2 separate regions of the Mus musculus genome follow, and region 1 is linked to region 2. A link is a contact called in public Hi-C data. All regions are on one chromosome and are shown on one strand. Each heading gives the region's core, a stretch centred on a gene start, on an enhancer-like site or on the middle of the called end of the contact. The rest is flanking DNA. Distances are from core to core; before and after follow the strand shown. Region 1 overlaps Arhgef6 (Rac/Cdc42 guanine nucleotide exchange factor (GEF) 6). Region 2 holds the start of Htatsf1 (HIV TAT specific factor 1).

The links. A called contact is a pair of places that touch in the nucleus more often than the background predicts.
Region 1: a contact with region 2 is called in a Hi-C map of CD4 T cells, with 2.1 times the contacts expected there. The contact joins the enhancer-like site here to the promoter of Htatsf1 in region 2. A contact is called at or near these places in 5 of 39 promoter capture datasets (the C10 cell line, embryonic stem cells, hippocampal neurons and 2 more), 3 of 484 Hi-C or Micro-C datasets (CD4 T cells, cerebral cortex and cortical neurons) and 2 of 115 datasets of contacts at active chromatin or transcription factors (effector CD8 T cells and memory CD8 T cells).

What each region holds. Positions count from the first base shown.
Region 1 is chrX:57,258,334-57,264,295 of GRCm38.p6, reverse strand. The region is part of intron 9 of Arhgef6 (Rac/Cdc42 guanine nucleotide exchange factor (GEF) 6); the gene reads left to right. Among named protein-coding and RNA genes, the nearest start is that of Cd40lg, 49 kb to the right of the region's middle. Within about 2 kb of position 3,400, at least 10 of the 459 cell types and tissues checked have an H3K27ac peak or open chromatin away from gene starts, as enhancers often do.
Region 2 is chrX:57,050,459-57,055,770 of GRCm38.p6, reverse strand. It overlaps Htatsf1 (HIV TAT specific factor 1), which reads right to left and starts at 2,201. Exons shown (of 10, transcript NM_028242.2): 1 at 2,006-2,201; 2 at 1,573-1,817; 3 at 93-273. The coding sequence starts at 1,761.

The DNA.
Region 1 (5,962 bases), core at 2,151-4,650, 210 kb before region 2:
TTGGCAGAATGTTCATCCTTATGTAACTAGAAAGATATATCTGAGAAGAACCATTGGGTATGTTAGTAAGAAAAATTGGTAAAATTTAGTAAAAAGGAGGTATAATTGTATGTTGTTCATTTCCATAACAAAATACTTGAACCTGGGTAACTTTATAAGGCTTCTGAATCTAGATGGCTCATGGCCATGGTGCTGACATTTTTTTTTTTTTTTTGGCTTTTGTGAGGAGGCTCACATCATTGGCAGGAGCACGGCAAAGAGAAATCATGCCACCAGATAAGGAGCTAAAGAGGCTGGGGCATGCCCTTGCTTTGTACTCTGTATGTGCACAGATTCATCCGTGAGCACACATGCATGTGCACACAGAGCCCAGAAGCCAATGTTCAGTATATTCTTTAATTACTATTCACCTTATTTTTCTGAGACTAGGTCTAAATGAGCTCACCCAGTTGCTGAGGCCAGTGTGGCTTCAGAGATTGACCTGATTCATGGAGTGAGTACATGAACACAGGCAGATAAGTGAACAGAAAACCTGTGACCACAGAGGCCATGTGCACTCTGATGTAGTGGTGCAACAACCCAAGTACAGCCGGCGCAAGAAGAGGAGTTAGCTGGTCTCAGTCGGTCTTTATAGGTATCTGTAGGGAAGCAGTCTCAGGTTACAGTTAGAAGAAGGAAGTTACAGTTGCTAGTTCTTAATGTTCAGTCATTCACAAAACCTCACTATCAACATTCCCACTCAGAAGAGAGAAAACTTTTGCCATCCTTCTGCGCCTCACCTAGTATGACACCCTTGTCCTTCACCTGAAGCCCAAGTATTTTCAGCCTTCTACTCTCCTAGTATAGCCTCCACTTTATATGCAAGGTCTAGAGGAAGGGGCGTGCCCTACTCTCCAGCCTTACTTGCTTGGGATTCAGTTCCTTTTACTTAGAATTGAAGAGGACGGGATATGTTGGTGGCATGCCCATTTTGGTGAAATGCATCTGTGGACCCTTCTCTAAGGGATTTGGTGATCTTTTCATGGAGTATGCTATCTGTGAAACTGTAGCTGTGAAGAAAAGAGAAAAGGGTACAGTAGATTGGCACCCTTTATCTTTTCACATCTTCAAGAGCAAATATTTCTCTGCTATATCCTATCAGAGTAATTTCTAGAGACTGTATTATGTGCATTTGTTATGCATAGCTCACTGAAGAAAATAGAACTCATCACCACTTTCTTGGTTTTCCTGCTTGGTTTGTTTGTGTGTTGGAGAAAGTGGGGAGGAGAGGGGAAATCACCCGTGTAGCGCAGAGGCCAGACAAGGGTGTTGGATCGCCCAGAGCTCAGCTACAGGCATTTAGTGGACATGCAGCTAGTTACCTGAGTGCTGGGATCTGAACTGCAGAACTCATGATTTGTAGCAAGCAGTCTTAACTACTGAGTCATCTCTTTAGCCCCACAACGTGTTTATTTATCTTTCACCGCTTTATTTTATTTATTTGTTTTTTTATTCACTTTATATCCCAATTGTTGTCCCCCTCCAGGTCTCCCCTCCCATAGTCTATGGCCACCCCTTCCCCTTCTCCTCTGAGAGAGTGGAGCTCCCCCTGGAGATCGCCTCACCTTGGCACATCAAATCTCTGCAGGGCTAGGCACTTCTCCCACCGAGGCCAGAAAAGACGGCCCAGTTAGGAAAATGGATTCCACAGACAGGCAACAGCTTTAGGGACAGCCCCTGCTTCAGTTGTTTGGAACTCACCTGAAGACCAAGCTGCACACCTGCTGCATATGTGTGGGGAGGTCTAGGTTCAGCCCTGTATGTTCTTTGGTTGGTGGTTCAGACTCTGAGAGCCCTAAGAGTTCAGGTTAGTTGATTCTGTTGGTCTTTCTGTGGAGTTCCTATCCCCTTAGAGGCTGCAATCCTTTCTCCGATACTTCCATAAGAGTCCCCAAGCCCCATCCACAGTTTGGCTGTGGGTGTCTGCATCTGTTTGAGTCAGATGCTGAGTAGAGCCTCTCAGAGGACAGCCATTCTAGACTCCTATCTATAAGCATGACGGAGTATCATTAATAGTGTCAGGGATTGGTGCTTGTCCATGGGATAGTTCTCAAGTTGGGCTGGTTATTGGTTGGCCATTCCCTCAATCTCTGCTCCATCTCTCATCCTTGCATTTCTCATAGACAGGATAAATTTGGAGTCAAAAGTTTTGTGAGTAGGTGTCCCCATTACTCCACTGGGATTCCTGCCTGGCTACAGGAGGTGGCCTCTTCAGGTTTCACATCCCTACTTCTGTGAGTCTCAGTTAAGGTCACCCCCACTGATTCTTGGGAGCCTCCCATATCTCAGGTCTCTGATACAACCTCAAGATGTCCCCACCCCCAACCTTAGCTGCAGATTTCCATTACTTCTCATGGCTATCTCTCCTGTCTCTCCCCACATCTGATCCTGAAGCCCTCCTACTCCCCTCTCATCCCCTCTCCCTCTCAGTTCCCTCCCTCCATCTGCCTCCTATAACTTTTTTTACTCCCCCTTCTAAGTGAGATTCAAAATCCTCATTTAGGCCTTTCTTCTCATTTAACTTCTTAGGGCCTGTGGGGTGTATCGTGGGTATTCTGCACTTTCTGGCTAATTATCAGTGAGTACATACCATGCATGTCCTTTTGGGACTGGGTTACCTCACTCAGGATGATATTCCTAAGTCCCATACATTTGCCTGCAAAATTCATGATACCTTTGTTTTTAACAAAGGGATGAACTATAGAACTCAGAATTTAATTTCATAGCAAACAATCTTAACTACTGAGCCATCTCTTTAACCCCCTAATTTATTTTTTATGCTTGTATATGTGCACTTTACCTGATCTGATCCTAGTTTTTTAAATCACTTTTATACTGTGTCAGTTAGAAGCTGTGTTACATGGTAGGATTCAAATAACTTCTAAATATCAGTTGCCTTCCTTGAACATTAATTAGTGGTGATTTTGTGAGCACTTTATAATACATCTTAAAATGATAGAAGACTCACTGGAATCTCCCAAGAAGTAAATTTCTGACCTATTTCCATGGATGAGATGACATTAAACTGAAATGCTGGAAGGTCTCTCTCAGTTGGGCTTTGAGTGTATCTTCTATTTTGCATGGATCTCTGGCTCACTGAGGACAGATGAAATACAAAACCCAGTTGAACGAAGCTCACAGAAACTCCAGATTGAGGTTGTGTTTTGATGAAGGCTTCTACTGAAATAGGGGACATCAGTGGATTTCTCTCTGCCTTCTCAAGTTGTCCTGCCCAGGTGAACTTCTGCCTTTGGGTCTGTAGGTGGCAATATCAAACCAGAAATGCTCACATGCACCTGTTGGCCATGAAAACAGATTCAACCTTCAAATCAGATGCCCTGCGTAAGATGCCTTATGTTAAATGTGGTGAAGTCTTGCCTGAATTTGCATATGTAATCAGGCACCAGCTTTGCTGGGTCCCCATATTTACATATATTTGAATGGCTGCTACTGTCTTCTGTGATCCACTGGGTGAGGTCTTCTGGGATTTCCCCTTCCTCTCCCCTGCTGACTTGTTAAGGTACCTTTCTGGCTCTTCTTGGGAATAACTGCTCCCTTACAGAAATACCCACTTCTTCCCCGAGCTTTTGTATAGCACCCATCCACCCTTTCCACGAGGGAGAGGGTTGAAAAGAGAGACAAGAGAAGAGAAGAGAGTGTGCACCAACAGTTGTGAACATCATTTCCCTTGCCATTGCAGTGGCTATCACAGATACCCTGTATACTTTTCTTCTTCTCAAGTCCTCATCCTCTGTTTACTATGCTTGCTAGTCATGATGACTTTGAGAAAACCTCCAAAGAACTAGCCATTTGCTCTGTGAACAAGGAACACAGGTGACAATTCTAAGCCTTAATCGTGTTTTGTTTCTGTCTTTGAGGAGTCATGGAATGCACTGAGACTGGCTAGTCCCATTTAAAAAAAAAGTGGTGGGGACAAAAAGCAGACAAATCACATGTGGTGGGTGTAGGTATGCCTATAATCCCAGCATTTGATAGTTAAAAGCAGGAGAATCAGGAACTGAAAGCTAGCACATACTATATACTATTGATTTAGAAGGCTATCAAAGGCTGTTTACAAATAAACAGAAAGCAGATAATCTAACATTGGAGAATAAAAAAAAAGAAAGAAAGAAAAGAAAAGTGTCTTTTCCACTGGCTAGAACTCAAAGCTTCCCATTCCTCATGCCAGGACACCACAATTCCAAAGAGAGGCTGTTAGGGAGGGAGGAAGGTGGGGAGGAGGAGTCATTGACCCTCTGCTAGGTTAGGGCTGTATTCATTCTCCTTAAAAGTCTGCACGAAGATTCCTCAGAAAAAGTTTTTGACATACCAATTTAGTGCCTCTCTCTCTCTCTCTCTCTCTCTCTCTCTCTCTCTCTCTCTCTCTCTCTCTCTCTCTCTCTGCTGTGTGTGTGTGCCTGTGTGTGTGTGCCTGTGTGTGTGTGTGTGTTGCATTACAATAACACAAGTGTAGAGGTCAAGGAATTAGTTTTTCCTTCCAGTGTGGGTCTTAGGGATGAAACTCAGATCACTTGTAAAGACTCCCACTCCAAGCACTTTTACCGACTGAGCCACCTCAGTGGCCCCAGGAACATTGTTATAGAGACTAATTAAGCACTCTAGTGTTATTATGACATAGCATGTTTTTCTCCACTCTTCCAGCCCAACCCAGAATATAACACAGCCCCATCAACCATATTTTCTATGAAGCAAATGTATATTGAATTTGAAATGGCATTCATAAATTCATTGAAAAGTGTTTCTTATGAATAATATTAGGCTTCAAAAGCAAGGCTTGAGCCTGTTGTGGTAATACACATTTGTAAGCCCATCTGAGGCAATAAGATCAGGAGTTCAAAGCCATCCTTTGCTATATAGCAAAGGTCAGCCTAAGCTACATGAGACCTTCCTCAAGTAGCTAAAAAGTGAAGTGAGGACTAGAGAGATGGTTCAGCAGTTAAGAACAATGACGACTCTTGCAGAGGATCTGGGTTCAATTCTCAGCACCCACATATTGGCCCCCAACCATGGGAATCTCCAGTTCCAGGGGATTCAGCACATACATACCCAAACAATACATGCAGGCAACACACCCACGCACATTATGAAATAAAATAAGATCTTCTTTAAAGCTATTTAAAAGTAAAAACCACTTCAAACTATATTGGTTTTTTGCTATAATGATTATACATTTGTATATTTTTATTTACACATAATATTACTTTCCATATTAAGTTTATTTAGCTAAATAAAGTATGTCTCCTGGAATCAATTTATCAGTCCAGATAGTATCTCTATACCACGATTGGGTTCATTTCACCAGTAACAGTTTCTTTTGTTCCCAATAATCTGTTGTTATCCAAGACAGGTGTCTCATGTTATTTTTTTTAAAGTTAAATAGCTTTATGATGTTTACCAAGCCTAAGAATTAGCCTGCTTCTTGGGAAGCAATAGCACAGTGTCCATGAGCCCATGCTATCAATTGCTGCAACTCTCACAGCAATTAGAGCAGGCTCTGGAAGATTGACAGTCCTTGAGTCATAGAAAGGAAACACAAAGCAAATTTACCAAACTGAAAGGAAACGAGCACAGCTATTTTCTTTAGATTGCATGGCTGCTCAAATGCACTTTCTTACTAATATTTTATAAGTGATGACTTTTAATGCCTCTTTATCTCTTGGTTGGAAATTAAACATCAGACGATTATCCATTAAGCTGCAAATCATGGGTACTAGGCGATTTCAAAGATAAGATTCTAGCCAGGCTTGTGTCTTGAAAAGGTAATGATAATGCATCTGTTGGCTAAAGTTGACATAAAAAAATCCCTCAGGGTGGTGATGTTGACAGTCCCAAGGTTGGCATCAGACCTACCATATAGCCACCACCAGCTATTTGCTTTCCTAGACCTCAGGTTTCTCAATTA
Region 2 (5,312 bases), core at 952-3,451:
CGCTATTATAATTCTGCAAAATGTAAAACGGATTTACAAATTTTTCCTATCTCACTTCTAAAGGCAGGTTTGGCAAGGACAGGACCACTTGCCAGATTCAGCCTTTCTCTTTTCCCCCTTCCTTTTGGAGTCAGGGGTCTCCGGGACTTCTTTTTGTGGAGGTTCTTCTACAGCCTTAGTGTTGGCGTCCTGGACGTTCGCAGTAGAGCTGGATGCACCATCACTAGAAAAGCCGTAGTTAGCCTGATACGTAGCAATGAAATCTTCGGTGATCTAAATAGAGAAGTCAAAACACATGCAGACAAGGTTAATTTACTTGTGGAAACTGTGGTATAAGGCTGTACATTCAGAAATATAACCTAAAACTTAAAACAAGTGTTTACACCACAAGCAGCTGTACTAATTCAAGTACAACCCAAGACCAGTCTCCTTATATGGACACCATGTAGTGTGATCAAAGTAGGACAAAGGTGCACAGACTGCCAAAACAACACGCATAGTTTTAAGTGATGCTATCACCCGTTCCTACATGTTTATAAATTACTACTTCTCTACAGTGTATATGACTAAAGTGGCCAATACATAAAACAAAAAAAGTATTGAATAAACGAGATGGTAAAACCCAAAGTCAACTAGTAATTTCATCACCGAATCCACTTTTGGGTACCCAGATACCAAATAATTGTTTGTCAGACTACTAAAAGCGCTCTTTAAAGAAATCACATGTACAGTCAAGTGGGCATTGCCAGTCCAGAAGTTCAATTGTAAATTTTTACAGTTTGGGATGCTTAAAATATGCACAAATAAATAGCTGAAATTTTTCAACCAACAATCAATCCCCCTGCACAATGGAAAAAGTTTTGTGTGATTGCCTCTCCGGTCGCTTGTCGCGCTGTTAGTTCCCTTTGATGCCAAAGTTCCTATGAGGCTAAGACTAACAGAGTACAGTTACCATACAGTTTACAAGACCAGGTTCAACACCACTTGTGCTATTTCCATGTTGAAATTAAACACTTAGCAATTCCCAAGTACAAATGTATAGATCTCTTTCATTCATTTCCTGTGCATTCCTAGTCATATTCCTGTGGTTATAGGGTCCGAACTCAGATGCCCTGGAACAAAATTTAATAGATAAAACAAGAATCAAGAAAAGTTTCTTCAGTAGAGGTGAATGACACCTCTTCCACCCTGTAAATCAACAAGCTGCATTCTACACAAACATGTACAGGAAGCGTAAATTAAGTTTGGCTATACAGGATAAAAGTCTTACTAATGTGATTTCCTTGGTGTTCTTCCTCTGTGCAGTAAAAATATCAAGATAAAAACGAATTGTGACCTTCACATACATACACAAATTAATAAGGCACAAAAAAATCACTTAAGGCACCACCCTAAGATTTACTTTCCTTTATACATCGGGAATGCAATAGACTGAACCAATAGACTAGCCACCAACCACCGGTTCAGAGACCTAGTACTTCAGTGGAGCAAACAGAAGAGGAATGTCCCGCAAGGGCTGCCAGTGAACCCTATGGCCCCGCTCCGCAGTGGGACTCCGATACTCTTTCTTACCTTAGGGAACCAAGCCTTCTTATCAAGGTCCCACTCGTAAGGAGTGTCATCTGGTGGTTGTCCCAAAGAATGGGCTTCTCCAGAGGGCTCATTCTGGGTGTCACCTTCCTTGGGGTCTCCTCCATACAATTCTTGCATTCGCAATTGCTCATCAAACTCATCGTTCCCGCTCAAGTTGTTGCCACTCATGGTTCTCACGTAGTCCCGGACACCGCGGTCAGAGAAGTGAAGAGGCCGAGAGGGCGCTGGACAAGAGCAGAGAAAGAGAGGTCTGCAGAGCTTGGACTGTGCACTGCAACTCCCGGGCCGCCTCCCGCAGCGCCCCAGCAGACCCTGGGAAGTCTGCGAGGCACCGCCCAGACTCCGCCCTCCCGCCCGCCCCCCTCGTGCACGCCTGCGCCAACAAATGGTCAGCGCTGTCGCTGCCACCCACCTGGCGGGCTCCGCAGGGCCTCGCCGCCGCCGCTGCTGGGGCCAGGGCGAGGCGGAAGCGCGCAGGCGCGCTGTCACCGCTGCGGCCGGTTCCGGAGGCGCCACAGCTTCCTCCCCGCCACGTCAGGCAACGAGTTGAGAGCGAAGTCCCCCTCAGGCTGATGCAGTCGCCATTGTCCGCGCGGGTGGCAACGTAGCGGGTCGCGCCGACCCGCCCACGGGACGTCAAAGGTCCGCGACGCTTGCGCGGCCAGGGGGCGGGGCCTCGGAGCCCGGCTGCCGCCGCGTGTCTGTACTTATTGGGAACTGGCCTTTAGGGACGCAGCCTGCCGAAATGCATGGCACCTCGTTAACCTCGGGCTCCTCTGCGCTCCGGACGAGTTTGGCCGAAGCGATAGCCTGAAAAAGGACTCTTCCAGTAGAGCTGGCGCGGAATGGGCTTTGCGGCAGGCGCCATCTTGGGGAGGTGGGTGGGACCGTGGGACAAGTTTCTCCCGCTTCGCGAAACCTTGGCGCCTCCTTCGCGCAAATCCCCGCCCCTGCACTGGAGCCGAGGATTGTCTTATTTTTCGAATGCTTGTCCTTAGTGTACACGCGGGTTTTGTTCATCTTAGTAACCCAAACACATAACATGCTGTTTGGAGGTCTAGTGAAGCATGAGTTAACAAGCAGTGGGCAGAAGGCCCCATCACTTCCTAATCTCACCCCCCTTTTAGGCATCTGGTACCACCCTCTGGCTGCTGTAGGTGAGAGGAGCTTTTGCCTGCAGCTTACTGCAACGTGTCCGAGGTGTTCCAGACTGGAATTTGAAGCTTGAGTGTAAACATAACCCTATGGCCTCATTTCCTTGTGTCTTAGTAAGACAGCCAACAGTCTTCCAAGAAAAGCTGAGCTTTTTCCTTAGATGTTTCATGCACCTAGAAAAGGGAAGGGGTCCATATTTTTAGGACAGACAAGTATTTACTGAACTCCTATTAAGTGCCAGGCTTTGAGGGAGATTCTGAGGCAGCAGCTAAGACATGCACAAATCAAGGGCGGTTCAGTTATAGTTGGCGAACAATATGACAGGAGCACCAGATGCGGGAGAGCAGCAATTATTTTGTTTTAAGCATTTTTTAAATATTTTTATTAGGTATTTTCCTCATTTACATTTCCAATGCTATCCCAAAAGTCCCCCATACCCCTCCCCACTCCCCTACCCACCCACTCCCACTTTTTGGCCCTGGCATTCCCCTGTACTGGGGCATATAAAGTTTGTAAGTCCAAATGGCCTCTCTTTCCAGTGATGACTGACTAGGCCATCTTTTGATACATATGCAGCTAGAGACAAGAGCTCCAGGGTACTGGTTAGTTCATATTGTTGTTCCACCTATAGGGTTGCAGATCCCTTTAGCTCCTTGGGTATTTTCTCTAGCTCCTCCATTGGGGGCCCTGTGATCCATCCAATAGCTGACTGTGAGCATCCACTTATGTGTTTGCTAGGCCCTGGCAAAGTCTCACAAGAGACAGCTATATCAGGGTCCTTTCAGCAAAATCTTGCTAGTGTATGCAATGGTGTCAGCGTTTGGAAGCTGATTATGGGATGGATCCCCGGATATGGCAGTCTCTAGATGGTCCGTCCTTTCATCACAGCTCCAAACTTTGTCTCTGTAACTCCTTCCATGGGTGTTTTGTTCCCAATTCTAAGAAGGGGCAAAGTGTCCACACTTTGGTCTTTGTTCTTCTTGAATTTCATGCGTTTAGCAAATTGTATCTTATATCTTGGGTATCCTAAGTTTCTGGGCTAATATCCACTTATCAGTGAGTACATATTGTGTGAGTTCCTTTGTGATTGGGTTACCTCACTCAGGATGATGCCCTCCAGGTCCATCCATTTGCCTAGGGATTTCATAAATTCATTCTTTTTAATAGCTGAGTAGTACTCCATTGTGTAAATGTACCACATTTTCTGTATCCATTCCTCTGTTGAGGGGCATCTGGGTTCTTTCCAGCTTCTGGCTATTATAAATAAGGCTGCTATGAACATAGTGCATCTTTTTACACTCAAAAAGTAGACAATTCTAAACAGCTTTTTTTTTGATGGATTACATTCATCAACAAGGCTCATTGCAATAATGTTAACTATTCAAGTAAAATTTTTAATCATTAAAAGTAAAAAGTGGGAGTGGGTGGGTAGGGGAGTGGGGGGGAGGGTATGGGGGACTTTTGGGATATCATTGGAAATGTAAATGAGGAAAATACCTGATAATAAAAAAGACACTAAAAAAAAAAGAAAAAAAGTAGCAATAAATACTATATGTGTAAACATCAGTACTATGACCCAGACTTGACCATAGGGAAAAGCTTGTCAGAAATTACTCCGATTCCAGTCACCTTTGTTTGTAAATACAGTGGTTCCAGGTGGGTTCTAGAATATTTTGGCTCCTCACAGACCTCTGAATCTGATTTCAACCTTAGTGATATTATTAAAGCAGTAGTTGTTTCCAAATATACTTATTTTTACGAGGTTCTTGTTTTTAGTAGAAGAATTGGAGAACTGAACTTGTATATATGCTGTGGATTTTGTTAGATGCATTTAAACACTGCTAAGTAGTTCTTGCTTTGATCTAAAAACTGTATATAGATCTTTTCACTAATTTGTTATTAGGCTTCCATTTCATTCTGGAGTATGTTTACAATAGAAGAGATAGTGCGCTGCATGATTGTTATTGCACATAGCACACACTCTTAATGTTGGAGATACCCTAACCTCCCCACCACACACACACACACAAGGAAATGGGGAAAAATATTTTTTTTTGGTTTGTTTTTTTGAGACAGGGTTTCTCTGTGTAGCCCTGGCTGTCCTGGAACTCACTCTGTAGACCAGGCTGGCCTCGAACTCAGAAATCCACCTGCCTCTGCCTCCTGAATGCTGGGATTAAAGGCGTGTGCCACCATGCCCAGCTGGGAAAAAATCTTCTGTCAAGGTTGCAAGTCACCCAGTTGCTTTTGTCCAAAAGCTTCCTGGAAGCCTATAGAGAATCTGGCTCAAGGTAGCATTGCAGTTTGCACTAGATACTTGCCTGAGCCAGTATACATTTGTTCCATAAAGTTTGAGTACAAACAGATATAGACTCGGTGTCAGAGTAGAATGAAAACGGGTGCCTATAGAAGATAAAAGGCCTGAGAAGGGCCTTCTCTGCAGAAGTTCCTCTGCCTTACTTATAAACACTTTATGGAAGGTCACACACACACACACACACACACACACACACACATCCTCATGATGTTTGGGAGTTTTCTTGTCCTTATATCTTGTAATCTAT